Linked DNA regions of Mus musculus: region 1 is linked to region 2. Evidence: chromatin contacts called from public ChIA-PET data. All regions are on one chromosome and are shown on one strand. Each heading gives the region's core, a stretch centred on a gene start, on an enhancer-like site or on the middle of the called end of the contact. The rest is flanking DNA. Distances are from core to core; before and after follow the strand shown.

Region 1 (6,200 bases), core at 3,058-5,557, 580 kb before region 2:
AGGTCACGCGACAGCCTCTCAGAGTCCTTGGCACCCACTGTTCTTTGCTGCACACCCTAGAAACTAGAGGGTACCTGAGCACCAACCAAGCATGAGGTCTTTTGAAGACACTGTTACTGAACTGACAATCCTCTTTAAGGCTCCTTTACTCTGTTCATTTCAAGGATGAAGAAAAGGAGGCCCTGAATATTTACTGCCAAGCCTGCTCAGCCTTATTTTCCTGTTTCTCAGAAAATGCTGCCCCTTACCTTTCTGTCAAACTTCTGAAATAATCTCTTTTTATTTGGGGATGCAGATCTTGCCATGTTCCCTCAAACTCCTAGGCTCATGCTATTCTCTTGCCTCAGGTTTGGAAGTAGTTGGGACTACATGCACCAATCACTATAGTCAACTACAAGTCTCAATTAAAACACTAGGAAGGAAATGTGGGTGTCATACTCTGACTCCCTGGTCAGTCATTCCCTCATTCTCTGTATATTTTATTGTGTTTTTGCGTGCATGTGTGTGGAGGTCAAAAGAAAACTTTCAGGAGTTGATTCTCTCCTATCATGTAGCTCCCAGGGATCAAATTCAGTTGTTAAGGTTAGCTGGCAAGCACCTTTACCTGCTGAGCCATCTCACCAGCCCAAACAATAGATTTTATAGGGACTGGGAGATTTAGAATTGTTCTTATTCCCTGAGACATCAAACTTGTCAATGGAGTAAGGGATAAAATTCACAGCAATTTAGAACAACCACGAGACCCCAGCCCTTAGCTCTCTTGGGAAGCTTCACTCCCTCCTAGTTACCTAGTAATTAGTAAGCGAGGGTCTCTTCCCGCACTCTTATCCTGCATGGAGTTGCTTCGAGCCTTGAGTCACACAACTCCAGTCTGGGTTCCCTAAGCCAGTGCTCGTCTTAGAGCAGGGGTAACTAGGTCTACAGACATGGGGCAGTTTATGCCCAATATCCCTGTCCTCGTCCTCCTTCCCACAACCTCACACTTCACACAGGGCCTTGAACAGAATGAGTGTTAGGTAAATGTTGCTTGTCTCAGAATATGGGGGAAGAAAAGGTGCTGTCTTAGTCAGGGTTTCTATTCCTGCACAAACATCAGGACCAAGAAGCACTTGGGGAAGAAAGGGTTTTATTCAGCTTACACATCCACATTGCTGTTCATCACCAAAGGAAGTCAGGACTGGAACTCAAGCAGGTCAGGAAGCAGGAACTGATGCAGAGGCTAATGGAGGCACTTCCCCAACTGAAGCTCCTTTCTCTGTGGTAACTCCAGTGTGTGTCAAGTTGACACAGAAAACCAGCCAGTATACAGGTGTCTACATAAACTTTTCAGAAAGCTAACTTTCAACACTCTATACACTCCCCAAAAATCAGCTGACAGAACTACCACACAAAACAGCACAACTTAGTTTCTCAGTGCATAGGTAGATTATTCATGTCTCCATAGCACTTCATTCAAACCTCTGGGATTATAATTATCACACTAAAACTGACACTATTCCTCCATTTCTGAGCCTCCCAGAATTAGGAGACCAGATTTAGGCCAGGACAAAACTGGAGGACCTGGACTTGAACATGAATCCATTCCATTAGCTGTGATTTTAGGCAAGTTACTGAACTCAGTGTGGCTCAGCTCTAAACACAACCATCTGAAAAGGATCTCACAGAGAGCTGTATGAAGTAAGGAAGGAAACAGAGCTGGCATCATATCAAACCTAAGCATAGTTACAAACGAGGTCAGGGCAGAGACTGCCTCTCTTTTATGCTATCTTCAGTGCTAAAAACTGTGCCTGATATCTGCTGCCAACACCTCTCAAGATCCCCTACAAGCCCTCACTCAAATTAGTCTATCTCAATCTGTTCCTACACAGCAGCCAGAAAGAATTTTCTGAATCACAAATCACATGAGGTATCTCTCTCCTGTTTAAAAAACCCTGGATGAACACATAAAATGCATACTCTGTGCAGAATGCTATTAAGTACCAATAAGAGCCATCCAGACTGAGTGATGTGATTTCAGACTGAGCACTTACCATCTAGCTTGGGTCTATATGTACACATTGGGTATTGTGTGTCTCATGCTATCATAAAATAAAAGCAGCTGGTAAAGCCACATGTGTCTCCTGACCACACCCCAGCTCAGAAAAGGTTAATGGCCCTTCACCACCATGTAATTTCAAACTCTTTCATTAGCAGTACATTAATACCAGGTCCCATGTGCTCCACGAGCTCTGTGGCCACTAAATACATGGGATTAGGCACCCTGTGGATGTGCAATAAACATCCACTCACTCAACCAATTAATTGACTCTTCCAGGCAGTCAAAACAGAGCCTACCTCTCCAGCAAAGCTCTTTCTCACTTTCTGGTAAGAATGTTTGAGCCAGAAGTGAAGGCCCATGCCCATAAACCTAGATAGCACTCAAAAAGCTGAGGCAGAGACACCACTCCAAATTCAGGACAAGTGTGGGACACAGAGCATTCTAGGCCAACCTAGGGTACAAGATAAGGTCCTGTCTCAGAACAACTAACAAAAATGTCCACTGCTTAGCCTCAGTGCAATACCCTTGAGTTCAACACATACCCCACCTTTTCAGGGCTCTCTGAGCTAAGCAAGGTACAACCACAAGAAAAATCCCCTTTCCGTCTACTCAAGTATTTCTCTCCCTTCAGTGACTCTCCCAGGAGTCTCCCTAACTAGTTCTAGTCAGCCTTTTCACACACTATCTCATGACCTAGCTCAATAGCTAGATGACCTTCAATTTTTGATCCTCCTGCATCTACCTCCCAAGTGTAAGGACTACAGGCATGTTCACCACACTTGGCTCCCTACCCACTTCAATTCAGTGTAGGATAAAGTACACCCTATTCCTCTCCAAGTACCATCCAGAGTCCTATGGAAAGGCAAGAGGGAGGTGGCACTAAAAAGAGCTATGTGACCCTGTATGAAACATGTCTCCTTTCCTCAGAAATGGCTTACCTGTAAAATGAATAAGACCCTACCTTCCTCACAGAGCTGTGGTAAGTATCAGAAAAGCACACCGCCTCCCAAGCTTCTATGTCCTGGCACTTTGACACCACAAAAGTATGAAACAGTTTCTAGATGGAGAAGGAGGAGTAGCACACAGGATATGACTCTGGAGTTGAGTTACTTGCTGGACAACGTAAGGCAAGTCCTTTCCCTACCCAAAGTCTCAGACTCGCCTCTGTAAAAGAATGATGAGCAGCTCAGCACAGTGGGGGAACTGCAGTCACCTCTCAGCCCCACAGAGAAAATAAAATGAGCAAAACACAACAGAGGGGAAAGAAAGAGAATAAAGATAGCATCTTTTCAAGGCAATGTGACTATTAAATGACACAATGCTACATCAAGCTCTTAACACAATGCCTTATACACAAGTGCCCATTAAAGAGCTATCTTGATTAATGCTAGTCAAGACATCCCATCACCGGCAGACATCAGGCCTAGCTGAACTTCCCTCAATGGGCCACCGGATCCTCATCGCCAAGATGCAGAGGTCAGGCTATACCCTGCAGTACTGGTATCGCCCTTTTACAGTAATTACAGAAATTATCTTGGCCATGTATTCATTTTCTTGCTTCCTGGCTCTCTACCCACAAAGCAGACTCCTAGAAAGCATGTCTTTGCCTGTCTACTCCCTGATGAGACCGGGGCCTAGCATTTACTAGGCACTCAACCACCACCCGCGGACCGCCTGACTTCTGCCAGGCACCGAGCTGAAACCTTTCTGTGCTTAATTCTACTGTCTCCATTTTACGGAGGAGGAAACTGAGGCACGGGGAGGCTGAAGCGCCTGCCTAAGGTCGCACTCTGCGGCCAACTCCGCGGACCAACTCCCACCCATTATGCAACGACGCCTCCTACACCCAGGGTCCCCACCGCGCCCCTCGCGCGCGCGCGCGCGCGCCCGTGGGCACACACCCTCCAGGCCCAGCCGCAAAGTCAGGACTTCGCCGGTCACCACTAGGCAGCCCCCACTTCCGGCCCACGCCCCGCCCCCGGGACAACGGAGCGCGCGCCCCCGGCCCAGGCCGCGCACCGGATCGCGGCCCCGCCCTTCCCCCCCACTGCCCGCGCGGCTCCGCACTGCTCACGAGGAGCCGCCTCCCGTGAATTCCCGACTGCTGCCGCCGCCCGGGCCCGCCAGCCGCCTCACCGGCTTTCTCAGGACCCGCGTCCGCCGTCCGCGCGCCCGGCTCCGGTTCCGTCTTCGTCTCGTTCAAACCGTCGGACCCCGCCCGCCCGCGCGCGATGACCTCACACGCACCCCGCCGTGACGCGCCGACGCAGGGGCTCGTCATCTCCCGCCCGGCCTTTTATAGAGACGGACTGGCCTGCGAGCCGGAGGCGGGGCCGAATGCTTGATCGACAGCTGGCATGCCCGGGGGCGGGGAGCAAGCCTGTTGGGCACGTGGTCAGTTGCGACCAATGACGTGTGAGTCCTCTGAGGAGGCGGAGTCCAGTTGCACATTCTGGTTTGCTGTAGCCCAGAAGAAAATTCGTTTGACCAAGATGGATTAATGAATAGGCTCGGGAGGAAGGTTAGCTCGCCTAGCATACATGAATCCCTGGTTTCAGTCCCCAACACCACAGATGGCAGCTGTGGTGGAACACACCTATCTTGCCAGCAAATCGTTTTGTCATCATCCCAGACCCTCTCTCTGGGAGTTCAGCCTGAGGTACACGAGACCCTGTCTCAGAAAGAAAAAACTGGGAGTGCTAGGCCACTCGTGTACACTTGGACAGGAAAGAGAATCACTGTAAATTCAAGGCCAGCCTGGTCTACAGTAGCAAGCTAGCCAGAGCTACACAGCGAGATCTGGTCTCAACAAAGAAAAAATGGCCATCGAAATGCTTTAGCAGGTGCATGCCCCCAAACCTGACAACATGAGTTCAAACCCCAGGACCCACTGATAGAAGGTGAGACGCGAGTCCTGCAAGTTGTCCTCTGACTAACACACATGGGCAGTGCCACTCGCATGCCTACACACACGCAAATATGCCCACAAATAACTGTGGTGGTATGAACGTTTAATCCCAGGACTCAGTAGGTAGAGACAAGAGAATCTCTGAGATCAAGGCCAGCCAGAGAGCTACACAGTTATTGTTTGCCTTTAAATTTAAAAAAAAAAAAAAAGATTTGGCGCCTGTTTTAGTTAGTGTTACAATTCCTGTAATGAAACATGACCAAAGCAACTTGGAGAGGAGAGTGCTTATTTAGCTTACTCTTCCATATTATCTCTGTTCATCACTGAAGGAAAACAGGGCAGGAACCTAGAGCCAGGAGTGGATGCAGAAGCCATGGAGGGATGTCGGTTACTAGCTTACTCCTCATGGCTTGCTCAGCCTGCTTTCTTATACAACCTGTCTTAGTCAGGGTTTCTATTCCTGCACAAACATCATGACCAAGAAGCACTTGGGGAGGAAAGGATTTATTCAGCTTACTCTCCCACATTGCTGTTCATCACCAAAGGAAGTCAAGACTGGAACTCAAACAGGTCAGGAAGCAGGAGCTGATGCAGAGGACATGGAAGGATGTTCTTTACTGGCTTAGTTCCCCTGGCTTGCTCAGCCTGCTCTCTTATAGAACCCAAGAATACCAGCCCAGAGATGGTCCCACCCACAAGGGGCCCTCCCCACTTGATCACTAATTGAGAAAATGACTTGCGGCTGGATCTCCTGGAGGCCTTTCCCCAACTGATGCTCCTTTCTCTATGATAACTCCAGCTGTGTCAAGTTGACACAAAACTAGCCAGTACACAACCCTAGACCACACCAGCACAGAGGTGTCCTAACCCACAGTGGGCTGATGAGATTCCCCCATCAATGACTAAGAAAACACTTTACCAGCTTGCCTAAGGGCTCATCTTAGGGAGGCATTTTCTTAATTGAGATTCCCTCCTCTCAAATGACATTAGCGTGTGTCAAGGTGTTATAAAACTGCCCAGCACAGCACCTTAATGAAAAACTAAGTCACCATGTAAGAGCACCTGCAATGTCATCTGGTTTATTCTTAGCACTGCAAATGTTTCCTTACTTTTTAATGCCTTTATCTTCTGCTTTTGCATGGAGGCAATTTCCTGTTCTAGCTCCAGACTGTGTCTCAGTGCTTGTATATAGGAAGAAAAGATGAACTGCAGCACTTCACAGCAGAGGAAACAGGCTCAGAGAAGCCAGCTGAC
Region 2 (6,639 bases), core at 2,389-4,888:
AAGAGTAGTTTTCTGTAATAAGATATGATGAGTCTGCTTCTCAACTCTGCCCAGCCAGATGAATTCTATGCTGTAACTTTATACAGTGCAGAATCCAGGGCAGAAGGCAAACTCCTGGCTTCCTTTTCCTATGGCCAGAGAAGTTGTACTCTGAAGATTCAGGAAACACTAACTGTGTGCTTAGTAGACCTGGGTAGCATTTGCACAACTCTTAGAGCCATTCATGAATGTAAGCGAGGGAGGGAAAAGCCCTTGCACTGCATACCCACAACTCTAACTTTCAAAGGAAAACAGCCTCCCCACATCACCAGCCTTTTCACACGGCCACCAAGTCCACTAGCTCAGTTCCTTTCTGTATGACTTGCCTCAGAAGTGGATCCACTCCAAATTAGATCTATATGCCCCACCCAAAATGGTTATGAAATAGCTTACATGTATGAGGGGGTGGGAACAGTACTCACTTCTGTGTAGTAATGTGCTTGGCACAAACTAAATTCATACCTACTTGTGACTCCACATACACCTCTGTACAAACTTGCTTCTGTGCCTTTTCACTGAACACGCAGTTTCTTGAGTGCCTTTTAAACTGGGCTCAGTATATAGCACATTCTCCATTCATGCTATCTATCTATCTACCTACCTACCTACCTACCTAAATTTCTCTACATAGTCCTAGCTCTCTGAACTATCTAGACCAGGCTAGCCTTGAACTCACAGAGATCCCTCAGCCTCCCAGGTGCCACATTCTCTATTTATTGAATTGAGTTAAATTGGTTTCCATGGGGCTGGAGAGATGGCTCAGTGGTTAAGAGCACTGACTGCTCTTCCAAAAGTCCTGAGTTCAATTCCCAGCAACCACATGGTGGCTCACAATCATCTGCAACGTGATCTGACGCCCTCTTCTGGTGTGTCTGAAGACAACTACAGTGTACCCATACACATAAACAAAAAATCTTTTTAAAAAACTGGTTTCTGCCGGGCGTGGTGGTGCACGCCTTTAATCCCAGCACTCAAGAGGCAGAGGCAGGTGGATTTCTGAGTTCGAGGCCAGCCTGGTCTACAAAGTGAGTTCCAGGACAGCCAGGGCTATAAAGAGAAACCCTGTCTCGAAAAACAAAAAAACAAAACAAAACAAAAAAAATTGGTTTCTATGGTCTATCTGCACATTAAGAACAAGCTGGCTCCCCTGATATGTTGTCCCAGTAGGGTAGGAGGAAGTGAAGCCAACCTAATAGAAAAATCTATTTCAAAATCCAGTACACAGATTGCTAACCGTGAGCTACACCATGCACCAATCACAAGCACACTTACTTCTAGCAAGTGCGGTTCTTATTTGTCTCTGGTTTCGTCCCTGATTGCTGTTTGCTACGCTACCCTTCCCCATGGTTCCGGTGTTAAAAGTCTTCTATAGATTCCTTAAACATGTCATTCAGCCATCACACTTGCCATTTTCTTTGCCTGGGACATTCTTTGCAAAGCTGGTTTGTTTGTTTGTGTTTTGTCTGTCAGTCCGTCCCAGCTATGATGCCCAGTTACTGCCAATCACCATCCCGTCACCTTGCTACCCTCACAGCATTTAGCAGCACCAGGCAGGTTTCCTGGAATGAGAGTGGGCCCACGAGGGTGGGACCATGACCCTCTGACAGTCATATACCTAGTTCCTGGCAGTCACTGGACATTCAAATATTTGCTGAATGAAGAAACGTACACCAGAAATACATATTGCTAACTTATAAACTCTTAAAAGCTCTGTACAGGGCAGGAATTTCCCTGTGCAGTGCTATAAATGCCACCTTACTAAACTCTCTATGAACAAGAAAGGGTGTGACTTCCTGGCTTCACATTCGCCTTATTCTGAATGTGATAAAGGAGAAAAAGGATTTCAACATCCCACTTTAGGGATTTACCCCTCTTCATGATTCATACTGAAGTCTGTGGCCACAGAAACCAGGGAAAGCTTTGAATCTGCTTTTCCCCTAAACAGAGCCAAATATCGAACTTAGGCTCCTGGGTACGCTCAAGCAAGTGCTCCACAAAAGGGGTTACAATCCGCAAAACCTTGAACATTTTTACCTGATTTCTGGGGTTATAAACAAGGAACCTAATTTAAAAAAAAAAAAAAAAAAGTCAGCCGTCTGCTAACAGGACAGACTCCTTTCATGAATTAACCTGGCCCTGTTTAGAGAAAACCAACATCAAATAACTTAAGCAAGAATTTTCCTTCAGTAGAGTCAAATGTCACAAGCTTTTTCTCTGAGTCTTTCTTGTCATTCACTACCACGATGGAATTAATTTTATCTTCTGAGGCAGCAATGTACAAGACCACCCAGGAAAATTCACTTTCGACTTTTGTTCTCATTTCTTGGCAAACAGAATTTGAGGTGAACTTCTCTTAGAAAATCTGACCTTCAAAAACTTAATTCTGTGGTTGATAAACAGAAGTCAGCTAGTGACTCATCCTTCAGGCACAGGTATATTACCTCCACTCTCATCCACAAAGAGACTTAATTCTAGTCAGCTTCATGATAGTGACCCTTTATCTGTAAGGAGCTGTGTGGAGTGGGAGGGGGATACAGACAGGCAGGGCCAGAGGTGTTTTTAAACGGTAACCCAGGGACCACCTCCATTATAAACACAGGACTGTTTGTGAGACTATAGATTCCTGAGCATGGCCTAAGGTATTGCAATCTTTGGGAGTGATGCTCAGGAAACTATTTAAACATGCCTCCCCACCAACAACCCAAGATCCCCGTGCACAGTGGGGTTTAAGAACCAATCGGATAAAAGCACTTTAGGAGAGACAGATTTTGACAGAAAAGGCAGGAGAAGGGCAGGGCCTGGGGATGGGATGATGGGCATGGGATGCCCTGGTACAGCAGCAATCAAGCGGGATGCGCTATGGGAACCGCTGAGGGTGCAGGTAAGGACAAGGCTCGGGCTGGTGCGAGCAAGGTGGCACCCGCAGACTGGTTAGGCTGATGGGTATGTGGAGAGCTGGGTATGAACGTGAGGAGGAGGAGCGAAGGCAGAAATAACGGGGGCCTCTCGGGAGGAGACAAAGCCTGGAGGGGAAGAAATGGGAAATAGGGGTGACAAGGGGCGGGAACGAAAGCTGAAATGAGAACCGTGAAGGCATGAGCCGAAGTCTTCCTTCCAAGCGGCACCTCCCCTAAAACTCCAGGCCCTGACAAGCCTAGATGCCATGCCAAGGCTAGAGAAAGGGACTTTGTAGAGGCCGACCCAGTCAAGGGTAACCCGAGCAGGGGTTCTGGAGGAGGCTGGGAACCAGGCATGGGGCGCTGGAAGGTCCTGGGCTATCCAGGGGGGCCCTGCTCCAGCTCCGGTTCCCGGAGTCTCCTTCACTCACCATCGCCGCCGCCATCTTGGATCCACGTGTCGGCGTGATGACGTCAGCGGAAGTGGTGCTTCTGTGGTTACGGAGTGTAGCTCCACTAAGGGGACTCCTGGCTTCAGATTCTTCTGTAGTCGCAGTAGTGAGGAGGTAAAAGAAGCTTAATTTCTCCTTGGCAGATTGGCCTTGGCAGTGAGGTCTCTGACTAGGTGAAGAGAACGTACGGTGTAACTATTGGAGCCATATTGACTTCTGGCAGACCCGCTCCTCCGCCTACTCCTTTTGCATTGTGGGTAATGGGGGTGTGTGGAAATAGGCGCGCTCCCTGGATGCTTTCTTTAGTATTGGCAGAAAGAGTCGTTGCCAGGGTTACCCGGGACCTTAATTGTGAAACGGAAAGCATGGTAAACCCTCTCTGACAGCTTCTGATTTAGAGTAATTTGTAATTATATGTTTAAATATTTATTTGACTATAATATAGTCTTACTAATCGGCCGTAATAACTATGAAGGTAGGACTCTGTCTTTCCCTTACACTGCGTTTTTGTCGTCAGTGAAATGGGGCAGAGATTTCTAGATTTTTTTTTTTTTTTTTTTTTTTTGGTTTTCCGAGACAGGCTGGCCTCGAACTCAGAAATCCGCCTGCCTCTGCCTCCCGAGTGCTGGGATTAAAGGCGTGCGCCACCACGCCCAGCTCTAGATTATTTTTATAATTGGCTTATGTTAAGTATCCACTGACACAATCATATAAAGTATTCAATAAATAATTGTCATTATATAACGTATGTACATTCCTTCACACATATGGTAGGTGTCCCAAACAATATGCTTTGTTAAATGAGTGAATGAAAAGCAGAACACTTAGTGAAAGGAGACATTTTTCAATGTGGACTTCTCCATTCTAACTGGCTTAATGTATGACTTGAAGCAAGTCACTTAACCATCTTAAACTTAACTTTCCAGTATTGACTTAAAAGGGTCTGGGGAGGACTCAAAGGATCATAATGGAGAAAGACTGTTTGGTTCATATATACCACTGTAAAGTGTACAAAGAGCCAGTGCGGTCTTCTTAGATGGATCCAAAAAGCTGTTAAGAGAGTAGTAATGAGTTCTGAGGATATAGTTAATTTAGCAGATAGCCTGCCTAATCTTTAGCACTGGGACTTGTAATCCCCAAACTCAGAAGGTCCAGCAAGAAGAGTTCATGGTTATCCTGGGACATGTGAGACCTTGCCTCAGTCATCATCGTTACTATCATCTTTATCATTATCCGTGTTCAGTGGCTCACACTGGTAATTTTTGCGCTCAGGATGCTGAGGAAGGAAGGCATGGTGAGTTCAAGACCATCCTGAGCCATAAAGAGAGCCACGGGCTAAACAGAAAACTCAGCATTGCTTAAGTACTGTGCCAAAACTGGTCTTAAGATTTTTAGTTATCTCTTCTGCACCTTGGCAAGGAACAGCTGAGCTCTGACCACCACTGTGGTCAGTACTGATTACTACCGTGGTGGATTTTTTTCTGCATAAATGTCTACTAACAAGCCTCTCCTTCTTGCATGTTATGAGCATACTGGTTCTCCTGTCAAAAGGTGAATTTTTTTCTCTTGTTGAATGCTGGGGTTAAGTTACTTGCTTTGACCAAATAGAGTGAATTATAAGTGTCTTCCACTTCTGTGTCTAGGCTGTAAGAGGCTTGAAGCTTCTCCTTCCTCCCAAGGATATAAATATGGCTGGGTGTCCTGCTGCATAGACAGGTCTATGTCATTCCTCACAGAGTTCTAGAAACCCCACCTGACAGTTACACATATAAAGGAAATAAGTTTGTGCAGTTCAAACCTAGCAAGCTACTAACTAAATATAGAACATGTGAATATCCTTATTGATATTTGGAACAAAAGAACTACTTGGTTGAGCCTAGTTGATTTAGTATTGGGTTGGATTGTTATGAGTGCTGAAAAACAAACCCATAAATGCCTGGGACCAACACACCATCCCAAAGAGCAGATATATTCCCAAGAGGCACAGAGCTAGAGAAGCAGGATGGATTTACTAGATAGTCTTGTAGTAATTCTGAATTGCAGACTTGTGGCCAGTTCTACTGCAACTTAAGTCCTGGAAGTTTCTTACCACTATGTCTGGTTAAAGAGTAATACTGATGGGGCTGGAGACATGACTCAGCAGTTAAGACCATTGGAAGATCCTCTTCTAGAATATCAGAGTTTGAGTCCCAGCATCAACATGGCTGCGCACAACAGTCTGTAACTCCAATTTCCAGGGGGTTTGATGCCCTCTTATGGCCTCTGTAGGGACCAGGTATGTGAATGATGCGTAGCCATATATACAGCAAAATACCCCTACACATAATATAAAAGAAGATATTTATATTGATAAGGAAATATATATATTTGAGACAGGGTTTTGCTGTGTAACCCTGGCTGTCTTGGAATTCACTCTGTAGACCAGGCTAGCCTCAAATTCAGAGATCCACCTGCCTTTGCCTCCTAAGTGCTGGGATTAAAGATGTGTGCCACCACTGCCCAGCTCCAAGATGGTCATTTTTAAAAAAATTTATTATGTACAGTATTCTGCCTGCATGTCAGAAGAGGGTGCTGAGATCATGTTACAGATGGTTGTGAGCCACCATGTGGTTGCTGGGAATTGAACTCAGGACCTTGGAAGAGCAGTCAGTGTGTTCAACCTCTGAGCCATCTCTCCATCCCAAAGATTGTCATTTTTAAATGTTGTTACATATATTTATTTACTTAGTGTGTGTGTAGGGGGGTGTTGAGTGTGTACATATGATCATATGCCTTGTTGCACATACAGACTTTGTAGGAGTTGATCCTCTTCTTCTACAGTGTGGGCCCCAGGGTTTGAACTCAAATCTTGAGGCTTGGCTGTATGCATCTTTACTCACTGAGCCATCTTGTCAGCTCAGTATCATAGATTACCCTTCACAGCAGGTAGCATCTATTGCTGTTACACTATAACCAGCACAAAAATATATGATTGTTTTAAAACTTTCCTCCTGTTGCATACAGTTGCTCAAGCCCCTGATGAGCCATGACAGGCCTTCATTATTTCAGTTTCATCTTTTATTGCGTTCTATGCTAAAGTCGTTCCTCCATTTCACAATCTCCATTTCAGCTTCCCTAGTTCTGGGATCACAGGCATGCACTGCCACACCCAGCATTCTCCTATATATTTCTCATGAATGTGAACAAGTTCTAAGTCTATGTTGATATTAGAACACTATCTGGAAAGGGTATGACATCAAGCAAGTTATCAT

What was found. ChIA-PET counts read pairs in DNA pulled down with a chosen protein or histone mark.
Region 1: an RNA polymerase II ChIA-PET map of memory CD8 T cells shows a contact between it and region 2, with 14 read pairs. The contact joins the promoter of Mapre1 here to the promoter of Tm9sf4 in region 2. A contact is called at or near these places in 6 of 39 promoter capture datasets (the C10 cell line, erythroid cells, liver and 3 more), 3 of 484 Hi-C or Micro-C datasets (CD4 T cells and natural killer cells), 6 of 115 datasets of contacts at active chromatin or transcription factors (embryonic stem cells, extraembryonic endoderm stem cells, memory CD8 T cells and 1 more) and 1 of 9 other capture datasets (liver).

What each region holds. Positions count from the first base shown.
Region 1 is chr2:153,739,394-153,745,593 of GRCm38.p6, reverse strand. It overlaps Mapre1 (microtubule-associated protein, RP/EB family, member 1), which reads right to left and starts at 4,307. Exons shown (of 7, transcript NM_007896.3): 1 at 4,175-4,307.
Region 2 is chr2:153,158,300-153,164,938 of GRCm38.p6, reverse strand. Tm9sf4 (transmembrane 9 superfamily protein member 4) reads right to left here and starts at 3,638. Exons shown (of 18, transcript NM_133847.3): 1 at 3,368-3,638. The coding sequence starts at 3,382.